2 separate regions of the Mus musculus genome follow, and region 1 is linked to region 2. Evidence: chromatin contacts called from public Micro-C data. All regions are on one chromosome and are shown on one strand. The core of a region is the stretch at or near the end of the contact, and the rest is flanking DNA. Distances in the headings are between cores, read along the strand shown.

Region 1 (3,057 bases), core at 45-2,544, 190 kb before region 2:
CTGGTAACCCCTATATGCCTGAGTTTACAATCCTAGCACCTGGCTACTGAAGTTAAAGCCCCACTAGCCAAACATTGTCTTGTTGACACTGTGGTGTTACTAAACTTGCCTGTTAACATAATGAGAATGAGGAGTGCTGGAGAGAAAATTAAACTATTAAAGATAAGGCTCATAACTAAAACTACAAAGGGCACTGAGGATATATTAACCATGTAGGGCTCTTGTGATGATTAAGATATGTGGATCATGGAATAAGCATAAAGGAGTTGGGTATCACTATTTCTTCTGGACCAGTACTATGCACAGGCAATATAATGTGACCGTAGTGACACTCTAGAGGAGGGGGGCGGGGAGAGGAGAGTAGGAGGAGGTAATTTTAGCTGTGTATGGCGGCTCAAATTTGTAATCTCAACACTCAGGAGGCTGAGGCTGAGGGATTGCCATCACTCTGAGGGAGGTGGGTGATGCAAAGTGAATTTCAGGCCAGCCTGCGCTATGGTGGGAGGCACTGTGCAAAAAACCCAAAACAGAACAAAGGTGATCTTTAAGTTTTCAAGTAACTACGTTGAAAAAAGAAAAAAACTAAAAGAAACATGAAATTATTTAAGTTACTAAATACACTCCCAATTATATAATCAGTTTTTTCTTGTTTGTTTGTTTGTTTTTCGAGACAGGGTTTCTCTGTAGAGCCCTGGCTGTCCTGGACCTTACTTTGTAGACCAGGCTGGCCTCGAACTCAGAAATCCGCCTGCCTCTGCCTCCCGAGTGCTGGGATTAAAGGCGTGCGCCACCACGCCCGGCCCCATATAATCAGTTTTGCATTCAACAATGTTCCTTCTCAACTTGGTCCAGCCACGTTTCAGGCAGCTACTATGAGCTGCGCCCTCAGCTCCCAGTCAGTTCCTCGCGGTTAGCAGTGAACCCAAGGCCCCGCCCCCGCCCCTCCCAGATTACATCATAGAGCCCACCAGTCAGGGCCGGCGGGGCCCACTCAGGCCCACCCGTACGCAGGCGCGTGCGCCTGACACTAGCATCCTTTCTGCTGGAAAAGGAAGCGGCGGCCCTCTCAGAACGGCGGAGGCGGCCTGAGCCTCGCCATTCGCTGAGGCATCCGCGGGCGGGAGGCCGCAGTCTAGACCCCCGACGCGCGCCGCGCCAACGGTCCGCCACTCGTGCTGCTTCCACGGAGAGGGCGAGGAGTAGGGGCCGGCGTGGATTGGTTCGCGGCGCCTCGGCCCGCCCTTCGGTGGCGCCCATTGGCTGGGGCGGCACCCGCTGACGGCGAGCACGCTCCGCCTTCGTGCCGGCCTTCAAGAGGGCGACGAGGAAGCGGCCACCTCCCTGTGCCCCGCCCCTCCGGCTAGGTCTGTGGCTTCTGCGGCTCCTCCCGGCTGCTCCCGGCTCCTCTCTGCCCTCTCCCGGCTTCCTGCGGCTCCGGCTTGGGCTCGGCGGCGGCGGCGGGTAGGTGCGGCTGTGATTGAGATCGGAGGGTCGGCCTCCTCACTAACCTCCACGACTCCCGCCCAGGTTCTCGCGGTGGCCGCCGGGGACCCCGCAGGTCCCTCCCGAGGCGGGGAAGGGCGGTGGCTGTCCGCCTACGGGACGCCGGGGTGGTTGAGAGAGGGGGCCTGGTGGGGGGCCTGCGGGCGTGACCTTCGGAGTTTCTGAGACGCCTTCTGAGGGGACCGTAGGGGGCGAGGCGGGCGGAGAGATTTTGTATCAGGGCTTCGGAGGTTGTGGAGCCGAGGGGCTTGCCTCAGGCTGGGCATGTGCTGAGCCGGGACACTGAGGGTCGACTGCAGCCTGGGCCCTTGGGTGGGGTTCGGGATGCAGAAGGACGCCGGGGTCGTTTCTCCAGGCTTCAGGAGGGGCGTCCGTGTATGTGGGGACTGAGGCGAGCTCTGCGTGTCCCTTCTGGGGGTTATGGGTGGGGCCGAGGGGTGGTCTGGAGAATCCAACTCGAGCCCTTGTGTGCGTGGGTCCCGCACACTTTGGGGACTGACGCGCATCTAGTGTCTGGCTTCGGGAATGCAAAAGGGGTCACGTTAAGGGTGCGGAGTCCGGAAACAGGGACCAGGGCTAGCAGCGGCTGTCGGAAACGTTACTCGGAGCAGAGATTGTGGTTTATTTTAGCACCCGGGACGAGCTCTTTTGGACTGTTACTGTCGGAACTCAACTTTACTTGAGATTGCCTCCTGGGCGTTTTGGGGAGGGTTTGCTTATCTCTTGGATTGTGTAGATTAAATGCATTTGGTCTTTAGGGGAAGAGGCTGATTTCCCCACAGGTTTGTGTTTTAGGAATCCAGAACTCGCCCCCTCCTGGAGCGGAGTTGTAGCCTGTACTTCTCAGGCAAGATTAGTGTTACCCAGCCTTTTGCTGGAATCCCCCTTTCTCCTTGCCCTCCGCTGGTCCAGTTACAGAATTTCTCCCCAGGGCCTCTGCAGTGTTTCTTGCTCCCTGCGAGTGTCTCCCGCCCGTTTTCCTACTGCTGCGCTTTTGGCAACTGCCTCTGCTCTTTCCCAGGGATGGTTGTGGCATTGCATCAGGGGATATTTGTGCTTGTAATTTGCTCACTCAGCCCAGGAGGAGGGAGAATAGTATGGTGTAGAGTTGGGGGGTGGGGGTGGGAGGGTGACAAACGGGAGGGGGGCGGTTGCCGGCAGCTTGGCTGGGTAGGCAGAGCGATGGGTGTGGTAAGGGAAATACAGCTGCTCTAGGCCTATAGGGTAACACTGCCCAGTCATCAGCGCAGAGATTCAAAGACCAGCAGCAGCAGCTATTTTTATAAATCAATCCTGAATCCAAGCTGAGCACATGGATTTAGGGTGAACAGTTGTCATGCCCTGACTATGACAGGCTGAGTGTTTTGTAGACAACACTGCAGTTGCTAAGCAAGAGGCTGGATCTGTCTGTACTATGATGCAGGTACTTGCAACTTTGTAACTTTTTCTCCACTTTGGGGAATATGTTCATGGCTTTTCAATTGATGGAGTCTGATGGTCCATACCATTTCCTTCAAAGCTGATATTTTTAAGTCAGTCATAATCTCGTTTTAC
Region 2 (3,394 bases), core at 294-2,793:
ATAGCATCAGGACCGAATGAACTCTGACCCCATGGTTTACACGTTTCTATTACACGACTTTTCTTACATATCAACCTGTATTCTGCATATATCATGTTCATTTTTTGAAAGAATAAGTGGGGTCCAAAACTGGATAAAACTTTTTGGACTATAGCTTCATAAATTAAAATATTGAAAAGTTTGATCTTTGGGTGTCAGGTGGGGTACACCTACATAGAAACTTTGTCAAAGAATATATAAATGTAGAAGTAAAAAGCATTATCATAAATCTAAATAATAATATATAATAAAATCAGGAAAGAGTTCTCCTGCCTGGAAATGTCAGACTCTGAGATTTAAGTATAAATTATAAGATGTAGTCAAGAGGTGCATGGCACATGGCGCTGGGGTCACTGCATTCCAAGAAACCGTTGCAAGGAAAATCATTAGAAAAGGTGTAATTTTACTCTGGCCAGTAGGTTGCATCCAAAAACAAGTTGAGACCTTGCAGCTGGACGGCAGCAGTTTATTTGCTACCATGCATGGCGAACACCCATGAACTGGGGGTTGTAAGGTGAACAGTCTCTGCATTGGAAAGCCGCAATTAAAAGACCAATATTGCTTACACAAGGACTATCTAGAAAGCACATAGACGCTGTACTCTTGGCTTGAGGATTCTGAAGACCCCTGGGAACTCCACTTCACTGCAAACAAAGGACCCACCATGCATTAGGTCTTCCCCTGCAAAATGGGACAAGTCACTACCAGCAAACAAAGAACACCTCACCCCTTAGCCTCCCCCACTGACAAGGTCGGTGCAAAAGGAGGCAAACCAGAAGAGTCAAAAATGCACCAAGGCCTCCCTTTAGAGGAACGGTCCTGACCCGCACAGTGGGAGGAGGGGCAGACAAAGGTCTCGGGCACTCCGGAGACTTCCTCCGGGCCCAGCCTGGGGAAAACCGAGCATCCCCTGAGGCGAAGGCGTCGTCGAGCCAATGAAGCCGCCTCTCTCGGCCTCCGCTGAGCCCCTGGCAGTGAGGCCCGCCCCGGCGGACCGGTCTGGCCCCCGCCCCGCCCCGGCTCCATGGCAACGGCAGGCCGAGGCCTGGCTGCCCACGGCTCGGCCCGGCCGGCTTCCCGGGCAGGCCTAGGATGCCCGGCCTGCTCCTCGGGCTCGCCAGCTCCTCCTTCCCACTCTCTGCCAGGCCGCTAGCCGGACTCGGGACCCCTCCTCGCGCCGACCACCCCCGACCGTGTCAGGCTGCTTCAAGGGGCGCGAAAGGGTAGAATAAAAAGCCCAATTCACCTGTTGTTACAGATGTGAAACAAGCCTCGGTGCACGGCGCATGAGCCGCGGGCCCCCCCAACTACGGCCGGACTACAACTCCCACCAGCGACGGCGCGGTCTCTTCCGGGTCCCGAGGCGGAAGTCCCACCTGCGGCCCCGGCTCTGTTCGGCCTGGCTCTCTGTGCGGGCTGCCGCTGCCTTGGGGCTCGCGATGGGTTCGGCTGCCTAGGTTGTCTCTAGTGTTCCTCAGCCCACAGCGCGAGACAGTCAGTCTGCGCCTGCACCCGGGCACTGGCTGGAGGGAGCGCGGCTGTAGCCCCAGACACAGGCGGGACTTCCGGCGGAGCGGCCGGGGACGCGCGTGGCCTGTGCCGTGGGAGCCGGCGAGAGCCGGCGGGAGCTGGGGACGGGTGACCATCTCAGGCTCATCTCTCCATCCCCAGCCGCAGCTCTGTGTCCGTCGCGCCTTTTCTCTCCTGCGTCTCCCCTTGGTCTTCTGCACTTTTAGGGAGGTGAGCGATTTTGCCTCACAGAGACATAAACCAGGCAAAGGACAGGGTAGCGCTTGCTGCTGGCTTCGGGGGGTTGTGGTGAGGGACGACTGCGAGTCTAGGCCACATCGACACTCAGGAGCGAGGGGAGGGGGTTTGCCTGTTTGTCCTCTGAACAGAGTGAAGCATGGGTTCAATGAAATCCGCCGTCGATAAAGGAAACTCAGTGGCGTTGGGCAGTAGTTCACAGCTGGGAAGACAATATTTGAGGATGTGCCCTTTCGTGATATTTGGAGAACTAATACAATAGCTCGTAATTTAAAACAGACGAAGAAAATTCTATGTGCATGTGTGTGGTACCAAGTGACATGGCATCAGATCCTTGGAAGCTGGAGTTACAGGCTGTTGTCGGCCAGCTGTTATCTTAGGTTTTTTATTGCTGAGGTAAAAATACCACTTCTCACCTTATAGGTGACAACCTGCCACTGAGTAATGTCATATCAGGAATGGAAACAAAAGACATGGAGGAACCCTTGCTTACTGCCTCATGGCTGATACAACAGCCCCAGAATTTACTATCTCCCCAGGGGAGGCACCCTCCCAAAACCTCCACCCTGCCTAAAAGCCAGATTGGTGGGGGCAGTTTCTCAATTGTGGTTCTCTCTACCCAAATGACTATAGCTTGTGTCAAATCAACCAAAACACACACAACAACAAAACTACTAATCAGGCAAGTGTTCATAACCACTGAACCATATCTCCAGTCCGTTTTCCTATGCTATTTTTTGTGCAGCCATTTAAATGTATTGTTAGCTGTGTGCCACAGCACAGGTGACTTCAGCTGGTCCGAAGCTGGAGCAAGACAACTGGGAATTAGAAGCCAACCAGGATTGCATAGCAAGAAATGCTTCTAAACCTAGCATTCTGGAGACAGAGACATGCAGATCTCTGATCTGAAGAGTTCCAGGCCAGTCAGCGCAACATAGACCCTGTTTCAAATGAAGACGGAAAGAAAAGGAAGGAAGGAAAGTATACTAGTTGCTATTTTCCTGCTAGATTGCACAGAAGGCTAGGAGAAATGAAGGAGGTGAAACAAAGAATTGCTTCTTGAAAACAAAACATAGAAATCCCTGCAGTGCCCAACATGTTTGGTACATACTTGGAATCCCTATAGAAACAGGATCTTCAAGGCAAGCTTCATATAGACCAGTTTGAGTTATCCAAGACTGGATCTCGAACAGGCAAACAAATCCTTGTGCTGGTAATTTGAGAGACTGCTATTTATAGGCAGGTATGTAGACAATATGACCCTAGCCTCAGGAAGCCTAGTATCCTAGTAGAAAAGAGGAAAAGGGGGAGCCAAAGGAAAGAGATAAATACTAGAAAGGTGTGACGTGCTAGGGACACAAGAGAAGGCTTGCCCACTGCTGAGTGCTAAGAGTGTTGGTCGAGAAGTATGTCCTGAGACTACAATGGCTCACTATGGCCAACAGATTAAATAAATGTGTAGGCTTTTACAGAAAATAGATCAAAGTTTCTGAGTGTAGTACTGTGTGGATTAACCCCCATTTGCTACAAGTCTGAAGCCAGCCTGGGCTCCATTGAAAGACTGTCCCCACAATGAAGTAGAAAGTGG

What was found. Hi-C and Micro-C count contacts between places; a contact is called where the count stands out from the background.
Region 1: a Micro-C map of embryonic stem cells shows a contact between it and region 2, with 11 times the contacts expected there. The contact joins the promoter of Map4 here to the promoter of Dhx30 in region 2. A contact is called at or near these places in 1 of 39 promoter capture datasets (neural stem cells), 2 of 15 datasets of contacts at CTCF or cohesin (the NIH/3T3 cell line and embryonic stem cells), 11 of 484 Hi-C or Micro-C datasets (the N1E-115 cell line, cerebral cortex, embryonic stem cells and 5 more), 14 of 115 datasets of contacts at active chromatin or transcription factors (the SCID.adh cell line, bone marrow-derived macrophages, craniofacial prominence and 9 more) and 5 of 9 other capture datasets (adipose tissue, embryonic stem cells, liver and 2 more).

Annotation. Positions count from the first base shown.
Region 1 is chr9:109,930,480-109,933,536 of GRCm38.p6, forward strand. Map4 (microtubule-associated protein 4) reads left to right here and starts at 1,295. Exons shown (of 19, transcript NM_001205330.1): 1 at 1,295-1,461.
Region 2 is chr9:110,116,073-110,119,466 of GRCm38.p6, forward strand. It overlaps Dhx30 (DEAH (Asp-Glu-Ala-His) box polypeptide 30), which reads right to left and starts at 1,544. Exons shown (of 23, transcript NM_001252682.1): 1 at 1,286-1,544. It also overlaps Gm10615.